Regions from separate parts of the Arachis hypogaea genome. Here all the other regions are linked to region 3. The links are chromatin contacts, called in public Hi-C maps. All regions are on one chromosome and are shown on one strand. The core of a region is the stretch at or near the end of the contact, and the rest is flanking DNA. Distances in the headings are between cores, read along the strand shown. Region 1 has its middle 13 kb from the start of LOC112795913. Region 2 holds the start of LOC112795914 (MYB-like transcription factor ETC1). Region 3 overlaps LOC140184381 (a long non-coding RNA gene).

Evidence for each region. Hi-C and Micro-C count contacts between places; a contact is called where the count stands out from the background.
Region 1: a contact with region 3 is called in a Hi-C map of an unstated tissue, with 5 times the contacts expected there. The contact joins two enhancer-like sites. A contact is called at or near these places in 4 of 8 Hi-C or Micro-C datasets (leaf and an unstated tissue).
Region 2: a contact with region 3 is called in a Hi-C map of leaf, with 3 times the contacts expected there. The contact joins the promoter of LOC112795914 here to the enhancer-like site in region 3. A contact is called at or near these places in 2 of 8 Hi-C or Micro-C datasets (both in leaf).

Annotation. Positions count from the first base shown.
Region 1 is chr4:4,811,706-4,815,172 of arahy.Tifrunner.gnm2.J5K5, forward strand. No RefSeq gene overlaps it. Among protein-coding and RNA genes, the nearest start is that of LOC112795913, 13 kb to the right of the region's middle. Within about 2 kb of position 1,951, at least 3 of the 3 cell types and tissues checked have open chromatin away from gene starts, as enhancers often do.
Region 2 is chr4:4,840,980-4,844,315 of arahy.Tifrunner.gnm2.J5K5, forward strand. It overlaps LOC112795914 (MYB-like transcription factor ETC1), which reads right to left and starts at 1,667. Exons shown (of 3, transcript XM_025838124.3): 1 at 1,489-1,667; 2 at 1,205-1,295; 3 at 473-715. The coding sequence starts at 1,555. The coding sequence ends at 607.
Region 3 is chr4:4,746,039-4,749,404 of arahy.Tifrunner.gnm2.J5K5, forward strand. The region is part of intron 1 of LOC140184381 (a long non-coding RNA gene); the gene reads right to left. Among protein-coding and RNA genes, the nearest start is that of LOC140184381, 4.0 kb to the right of the region's middle. Within about 2 kb of position 1,458, at least 2 of the 3 cell types and tissues checked have open chromatin away from gene starts, as enhancers often do.

The DNA of each region.
Region 1 (3,467 bases), core at 701-3,200, 66 kb after region 3:
TTGGTGCACGACATTCAATTTCAAGGACTAAAATGAGTCACTTAATGGAAAGTGAGGGACTAATTTGGTACATCTACACTGATTACATAATGGACGACACGTAAACAAATACTGTTGCGATATGTGGCAGAAACGAACACGTGGCCAAATAGCATTGTGACACGTGACACAACTATCCACATAAGCATGCTACGTATCACTGGTCACCACATCATCATACCATTACACGTGGCTAAACCACGGAGTGACACGTGTTACTAACAGCCCATGTCATTAAGCCATGTCATCATATCGTTAATGAAAAATGGGTCAAGAACTAACATGGTGCTCTTTTATCAATCTCAGAGATGTAATTGATACAATTCTCAGGAACGATTTTAGTGTATGACGCCAATTTCAGAAACAATTTTAGGGTTTGACTCTAACAAAATACTAAAGTTTAGACCAATTTTTGATTAAGATAAACATCAATTAAAAAAGCAACCAAGATTTAAAATATATTTTTTTTAAATATTTTCTTCCTTGAAAAGAAAAATTCACCAAAAAAAGAAAAGACCTCATTTTACTGGATTAATTTGCATAAATGGTCTATAAACCAAATGCCAATTATAACTTTATAAGGTTATTTACGTTCTTTAATATTTAAAATGAAATTATCTTTGCTAAAGACAAAACCACCTACTTTTTATGTACGTCGTGAAAGTGATTCTTCTTCCATATTAATCCATTATTTCAAAATAGTTAATGAAAATAGAAAAGCATTTTAATGTATTATTTAAAATTGTTAGATTTTGAGTTTGAATGTAAAATTTAAATGTTTAAGATTGAGGTGGTTTCGATTTATTCGTTGTAAAAAAAATTTAATATCTATAAGTTAAGAAGAGTTTAAATAAATTTTAAATGAAATTAGATTAAAAAAGATATTTGAGTACATGAGTATTTATAGAAGGATAAATGAAACTTAGTCATTTTTGGAAAAAAAAAATTTAATATAATAAATGATTATTTTTTTAATAAAGTAAGAAGTTAGTTATCCTATGTTTGAGAATTGCGATAGTTACTACTTTAGTGATAATAATTAAAGTAGTAGAAAAATTTAGGGGTGTTCATGAATTAGATCGTATCCGCAGATTCGCAGAAAACATCTGTATCCGATTTAAAAATTGCGGATACGATCAGATCCGCATATTGATCGGATCGGATAGGATCTGATCCGCATCCTTTAAGGATCGGATTGTGGATATCTACTCTACATCCGTGTATCCAATTCGCGGATTCGCAGATCCGCACAATAATAGTTAAAAATAAATAGATATATGTATGTTTAGTATTATATTTACTTGTTTGTATGTTTTAGTCAATAATTATTGTTCATATATTGTATTATTTTATTTTTGTTATTTAGAAAAAATTTGATTAAAAATTATTTTAGAAATAAATAAGTTTAAAAGTGTGAAAGAAATATTTTTTTGAATTTTTTACATAAAAATATGATTAAAAAGAGAAGGTTTAATTATGCGAATATATTCAATATCAAATATCCGATCTGATCCGTACATTTGCAAATCGGATCGGAACAGATCTGCCATTAAAAGATGTGGATACCATATCCAATCCGATCCGATGAAAATTGTGCAGATCGAATCAAATTTTTGGCCAATCTAAGTATACCCCTAAAAAAATTATTTAACTTTTTTTAAGTTAGGTCAGATATAGGTTATAATGGCTCGGATACAAGTTAGTCCAACCATGTAAATGAAGTCACACGGATTCAGTGATGATGATGATGATGATGATGATGATGATGATGATGATGATGATGATGATGATGATGATGATGCCTCGCTTCCTGTGTAACGATGGCCCAATGTATGCTACCATGGTAGATTACTAGCTCGCAATAGGTTGGCATTGAGAAATAGGGCAGACCACAAGTAAAAGACCCAACTTCTTCGTTTGAAGCCCATTTCGTTTTAACAAATATATAAAGCCTAGTGTTTGGGCCTTTAAATGTAGGTCAGAATATGGTAGACTAAATATTTAATACCAAAAGAGAAATATAGGAGGAACAAATCAAATTAGGCTGGTTTAGCAGACAAATTTTTAAATAGTCTGTACGATAAATTAATTTTTAATCTGTCGGATTGAAGAATACTAAAAAAAAAATCTAACAAATTGTCCGTTATTTTTAAGGTTCTGAAAATCGGTTCGAACTGGCTAATCAAATCGGTCGAACCGTGAACTGATGAACAAGACCGTTCGGTTAGAAACCATAACCGCTAAATTCAAAAATTGCTATTGAACCATTAAATCGGACGAGAATCGATCGGTTGAACCAAATCAGAATCCAGCCGGTTTTCAAAAATCTTCACCAAATGGTGCCGTTTCGTTCATTGTGGGAAACCATAACTCTGCGAACGTGAACCTCTTTTCCAAAATCCAAACGAAGCACTCTGCCACTCTCTCACTCACGCGACACTCCTCCTCGTTCCTCTCAAACTTTGCCGCTGCAACTGGTCTCACCTCGTTCCTCCATCGCACAGCCACTGTCCCGCCGCACAGCCTTTGTTCCACTGCGTCAACCCCATCGTCGTGCTCCTTGTCCCGCTCTATGCTCGGTCTCGAAGGATCTAGTCCGTTCCTTAATTGATTGAGCAGGTAAGTACATTCATCTTCTCCCTTGACTAAGTCCGATCAAGTTGAATTTTTCACAACGATACTATAACCTCTACTCTCTTTAGAAGTTTTTTTCAACTGTAACTGTTGTTTTAAACTTTTAGGATTGTTGATGATCTTGAATATTGATTCTGATATGCTCTGATTCTATTAATTGATTGATTTGGTTTTGATAATTCTTGATTTGAACATTGGTGAAGTTGTTCAGTTACCTAACTTGTTGGAATTGAACTTGAGCAACAACAAACTAGAAGGAAGCATCTCCTCTGAATTCAAGTCATTTGGAGCTCTCTATTCTCTTGATCTTAGTGAAAATTTGTTGAATGGAACAATACCAAGAGTACTTGGAGAATTGAAGCAGTTGCAGTCGTTGAATCTCTCTCGCAACAATTTTTATGTCACAATTTCATCTAATTTTATTAGCAGGTCAAGTTTAACTTTTGTCAAAATATTATATAACCGGTTAGATGGACCTCTTCCAAATAACAGAACATTTCTTCATGCTTTACTTGAATCATTGAAAAATAAGGAAGACTTGTGTCATAATGTCACTGGCTTGGTGCCATGCCCAAGTAGTCATATGCAAAAGTCTTGGTCATGTTATTGGTTCTTCTTCTTATCTTTGGAGTATTAGCACTAACACTTTGTGTGATTGGTATTTCAAAGATATGCAACCAGAGGAACAAATTTTTCATATGTAGTCATAATAAAAAAAATGATATATATATATATATATATATATATATATATATATATATATATATATATATATATATATATATATATATATT
Region 2 (3,336 bases), core at 417-2,916, 95 kb after region 3:
AGAAGAGGGTGTACTTGTAAAGACACTCTGAAATTTAAGTTAGTGTTGAGATTTCAATATGTCTTTAGAATAGAAGATCATACTTTTTATAGGTGAGAATACAAACATAACTTACATTAGTGCTTTATTGTCTGAATCGAAGAACAGTAATAAGGGTGTAACAGATGATGATATGGACAATTTGACCGTAGAACCCGTAAGACGTAGTCTGTTGAGCTTCTGTAACGTCGAGCTATAACATAAGTTTGCTGAATTATGACTCATAATATGGAGTTATTACGTCGGATTTATAACGCCGGATCAGTTACAGAAAAGAACTATTCATAAAATTTTGTATTCTACTTTTACTCTTTAACTATATATATATTTAGACGTTTTTATTTTCATCTTTTATATATGAGGTAAAATAATGTGCAAAATTTTAGAAAGTTAGACCATTTAATAATAATAATAATAATAGAAATTTAGACCATTTGGTAAATAAGAATTTCCTCAGAAAAATTCAGTAAGCAGTTGAATTTATTACAGCAGTGAATCAGACCAAAACAAAAGCACAAGAAGGCCATATGATTGGGGTTTGTTGAAGGAAGATATTAATGGGTGGTATTATGCAGAGGAAGAGCATTGGTCACTGGGAAATGCGCACTTTGAACTCCAATACTTTTCAATCTCTTGTGCTGTTCTTCCAGGGATTCTCCCAGCGATAAGAGACCACCTGCCACAGCCAAAATAAACAATGAAAGAAAATAAAAGTTCTAAAAACAAAATTATTGTATATATCACATGCTTTAGAAAGCTTAAATAATAATCTTATATGGGACAGTGCTTAAGTAAACTTTTTTCTTAAAACTAATATTCTGAGGAATTTAAGAGAAAGCTAAGAAGAGAGATCGAAAAAAAAAAGAAGAAGAGATGAAACAATGTGTAATTAAAATCTTGACTGAAAAAACTAAAAAGATTTCCATTCCTCAAGATATATAGATTAAAGGAGGTAACGCTACTTAAGCTAAGATTTGTTTAGCATAAATATATGCTCTCTCTTTTTTCCTTTTTTTTTTTTTTTGAAGAATTTAACTTTTATTTAGGAAATGTTTGGTTTAACATTAAAATCACAGAAAATATGTTCAGTCTTCTTGAACGTTTCAATTTTCTGTTTGACTATGTTTTTCTCTCTAAACACAAATTTGATGAAGATCAGACAAACCTCTTCCCAACTAATCTAAACATCCTGGCAACAAGATCTTCCTCATCTTCGGAGAATTCCAACATAGTAGGCTCCTCCTCTTGTCTCATCTCTGACATGATTTAAACATTCATACATATAAAACAGAGATATATAATATGTAATAAAGAGAGATCCTGTTATCCATAACCATATATATATATGTACAGGAAAAAACAAGACAGAAGAAGCTAAGTGAAAGATGGAATAATAAACACAATAACACTTGAAAATGATGATGTTGAAGTAGTTCAATATATAATAACCTTTCACAAATTGGTCAGAGCTAGCAGTATTTGCTTCAGTGGTACTATGATGATTGGAGTCACTCATCTTCTTTTTTTTTTTTTTCTTTTTTCTCTTCAGCTTAGAAGATTATTGTGGAAAGGACTATAAAATATAATAAATGGTGTTGGTTGCTAGATAGGAGCCGGATAAGCTACTATTTATAGAAATGAAGATTCTGATGATTAGGTACTACCAATTTGATACTCGGGAGGATTTAGAACTGACAAAAATATTCTTAAAGACAAAATAGTCTATGAATAATTTGAGATGTCACAAAAATAATCAATAAATGTTGTATTTTTTATAAGTAATTAAAATTTTTTTGTATTTAACAAATAATTTATCTATTTGATTCGAATTTTTGTGACAATATTTGAATAAATATTTAAAAGATGCACACAAAAAAATTCAAAGCAAAAACTTATCTCTAGATTTTTCTTTTTTTTTTCCAAAAAAATTGATCATTCACAATAATTTTTTAAAAAATTATTTAATATAAAAGTATTAAATTTTGAGGATGATAATATCTCATTTTTCTAATGACATTTGTAAAAAAATGTGTTAAAATATGATTTTTAAAATTTTTTTAGAATATATATTTAATATTTAATTTTTTTTATCGTATTTTTTAAATTTTTAGATACTTATTTGTCATTAACATCTTTTAGAATTATTTTTATCAGCATTATGAATTTTTGAATACTATTTTAATAATTTATTTTTACATATTCATATTAATAGAAAATTCAACCATACTAATAAAGAGAAAATATAAGGAGTTAATTTTTTATAATTATTTTAAAATATTTTCTTTGTTCATTTTCTTTTCATTCACCCACACTTGTTAAGCTTCAACTTTAATTCGAAATATATTTTACTCATCTCTTTTATAACTTCTAACCAAAATCAATAAATCATCATTAATTTTGATAGCAACAACATCAAATATTATGTTTGTTCAAGCCAATCTTTCTAACATATATAGTCATTAATCTTCTATTTTAAAATCTAGTGCCTTATGAAACGCGTAAAATACAATTCGGATCGTATTTGCATAAAATTCCTTATGAGTATTATTCAACAAATTCACTTTCAAACATTATAAATAAAAGACTTAACACATATTTGAAATATATTATTTAATCTTAATTTTTATTTTTTTTAGACTATCATTAATTTAAATATCGAAATCTCTTACAAGATTACAAGTAATTTTACTGATCAATTTAAGGATTGTGACCTTGTGAAAATCTCCTTCCCGCTCCCTTACAAAGACTTCACTCAAATAATCCCTATCAAACAATATATTAGCTTGTGTTTGTTTATTAGAATAGAACACTGAAATATAAATATAAAAATATAAAATCATGTTTAATAGATAAGATATGAATAAAAATATTATATTTTAAAATATTAAATTAGTATATTTTATATGTTCTTCATAACAAAATAGATATTGAATTATTAGGTAAAGACACAATTTATTTTTTTTATTATCATTATTAAATTTTTATAATTATATTTTTTAAAATTTTGTGTGAAAAAAAATAAAAATAAATTAAACTTTATTAATTATTCTATTTTATATTCTGTGTATCACAAAATAAAATATAAAATACTAAATTATGTATTTTTATTTTTTATATTTTATTTTTAGTGTCTTATCTTATTTTATTCAGTCTTATAGATTCATTAAAATTTCAATATCCTTTTGTATAACAAGAGATGATGAAGGAAACGTTAAAATTAAACATATCTATATATAACCTTTTAATTTGTTTAGAAATTCGAACACAATTTCGGTTTGCACAAGTTCTCTCAAACTC
Region 3 (3,366 bases), core at 208-2,707:
AATTAGGTTGGGCTGAGATTTGGTTTGGGTAGCTTGGGCCTTAATGGCCAATGTCCAAAAAAAAAAAAACAATCAACATACAATTCAAAAAAGCAGAATAAATGACTCTCAATATGGAGATCAAAATCTCTCGCTAGGAGAGTTGATAGAAAATTTGGTTCTTTGAAACTCAGGGAAGTTATCTCTTCTCTGAGATTTACCACCTACATTCAGCTAAATTTTGTATACATACCATCCACACCATCACAACCTACAACTACAACCAACATTATAAAATAAGTAAAACTAAGTTCCAGTTGAGAAAGCACTTGAACATGGAGAAGGAGGGAAAAAAACCATGCATATCATATCAATTCAAATTCAATCGAATGATGTGTTTTAACTATTAGTAGCAAGAAAAAGAAGGAATATAGGAAGAACTGTCTCATTCTAGTAGGGAAGATAATGACAGAGAAGGAAATGAACTTCAAGACATGCAAACAAGTCATAATGGGAATGTGGGATAACCCGGAAGGAGTAGCTGTTGATGAAGTAGACATAAATAGAATGCTGTTCAGCTTTAAAGACAAAAGAAGAGGATTGCAAGTGCTCAGAGGTGGACCATGGTGCATTAAAGGTTTCCTTTTGAACCTAAAGCTGTGGAGTAATTCAAAAACCATTCATGAAGTGAAACATGATCATATGGAGTTTTGGGTTCAAGCTCATGGAGTTTCTTTGGAGCATCTAAATAGAGATGTAGCTAAATTGATTAGAAATGAAATGGAGAATCTTATTGAGGTGGAAGATGCAAAAGTGAATAATGTCATAGTTAGATCCTTTTTGAGGATGACAGTGGCAGTTAATGTAATCAAACTATTGCCTACTAGATTTTGGCTTGATAGAGAAGAATTGCCACAGGTTTGGATCCATTTCAAGTATGAGAGATTATTAGAATGCTATTATCTCAACTGTGGGAGAATTAGCCATAGAAGGAAGGAGTGCAAAGAGGAAAGGGCAATGGCCATATGGAACCTAAAGGCGCCCAAACACTTGCCAGGCATGGGTGTTATTCAAGCAAAACCAATTAGTTTTAGTGGGGGAAGAGATGATGATGAATATGGCAGAGAAAAAAGTGGCGCGTGAAAACCAATCCATGAGCAGCGAGTTGGGGGAGCAAACGGACCTAATAGGAAGTAGAGTAGGTACTCACATAGGGTTGTACCAGCAGGTAAAAGGAAGAAAACATGCAACAGTGAGAGAAGTAGCTATAGAAATGGCAGAAGGATCAAGGGAGAAAGGTGACAAAATCCCAGAAAATAAGAATCTAGAAGCTGCTAATTCTGAAGAGAAGGATCTAGAGGTGGATAGGATAGTAAGGGGCATGAATCTGAAGGTTATAAACCTAGAAGCCAATATCAAAATGGGCTAAGGCCACAAAGGCCCAAGGTTGGAGGATGAAGAAGTCAATAGTGAGAAAAGTAGGCCCACTTTTACACAAGAACCCAAAAGAATGACCATAGAGAAGGCTTCAAGTAGCAAGCCAAAGGGTGCGAAATACAAACAAAGACTTCTTAATCAAGGATTGGACAAAAAGAAGGCTAGCAAAAAAGCTTTACTGGAAGGATGGAAGGAGCACAGTCAAGAAAAAGGAACAATAGCCATTGAAAAAGTCTAAGATTGAAGTATAGTGTAAGAGAAAGGTTCATGCAGATGACTAATTTGGGAGAACTGTATTTTATGAAAATTCCCAATGACGAAGAAATTGAAAAGGAAAAGCAGGCTGAGAGTAGAGTACCTGCATATCAAGAAATTGAACTTATTCAACAGATAAACCACATTATGAGATTGAAAAGAAAGAGGGAGGGGATGAGAATAGTAGTGATGAGGTTAATATGTTAGCAATGGTGGATATTGAATTCTATAACCAAGCAATGAAAAGGAGCAAAATATTGGAAAATCCAAGCATGGCAGTGGAGAGAATTGGGATAAGGTACATGATTGGGGCTGACAACAGACAATTTAAGGCTGAGTAGGCAGGCCATATCATGTCCCACCCGCAACCATAAGTTGTCTAAATTGGATCTGTCGTGGGATGGCGGCCCTAGCAATAGTTTCAAAGCTCCATAATCTATGTAAACAATTCAAGCCCGCCATAGTCTTTCTAATAGAAACTAGAGCTAAGCGTGAATATATAGAAAAAATTAAGAGGAAGTTTTGTTTTGATGGATCTTTTCATATAGAATTCCGGAGACAGTCCGGCGGTCTATGTCTTTTGTGGAATACTAATCTGAAAATTAATGTTTATATGTAGAACGATAACATTATTAAAGCTAACGTTGAAGATAAAAAAATAATAAATAGATAGGAAATTTTATTTATGGCCAACCTAAATATTAATAGAGGAAGAAACTTTGGGCAGAGCTTACAACAAATAAAGACAACAACCTGATTCCACAAATTTTCATTGGTGATTTTAATGATATCCTTTATCAAGATGAGAAGTGGGGGGTCCATCCTAAACCAGAAAACCAAATGGAAGAATTCAGACAATTTGTGAATTGCAATAAGTTGATGGATTTGTATTTAAAAGGGGGGAGATTTACGTGGGTCAGTAACCCTAGAAATGGATTCATAACTAAAAAAATTAGACAAAGCTTTAACTAACTGGGAATGTCGGAAATATATCAAAATGCAACCTTAACATCCAGACCAGCAATTAGCTCAGATCATTGCCCAATAGTTTTGGTTTCGGAACAAAAAAAAACAAGTGTGCTAAAGAGTTAAAAAACGAGGCTTTTTGGGAGGATCATGAGAAATGTGTGAACATCACTAAAAGAGGATGGAATAAAGAACCAATAGAGATAGAAAAACTAAGCGACAAAATTCAGAAACTCCAAGCATCTGGATTATCGGAGAGCAACAGGAACAAATTAATGTAGCATAGGCCAAGATTAAAATATTGTGGAAGCAAAAAGAAAATTTTTGGGGGCAAAGAGCTAGATTGAAGTGGATTAAATGGAGAGACAAAAATATAGTATTTCTTCATGCAATTATAATACAAAAGAGAGATCGAAATAGGATTGAGAAATTTAAAGCTTGTAGAGCATCACTTTAGAGACTTATTCACAGCCTCAAAAATCACAAATGTGGAGCAATGCAAAAGAAAGATTCCTAAGAGAGTAACATATGAAATGAATGAGAGGCCTTCCGAAAGAGTTACAGAAGAGGAAGTTAGGAGAGCAGTTTTCAGCATGAAAGGTCTCAAAGCTCCTGAACCGGATGGACTTAATAGATTGTTTTATCAAAAACACCGCGAAGATATTAAGGGGGAGATATTGGAAGTGGTCAATGATATTTTTAGCAACAATGAGCTACCTCCGGAAATAA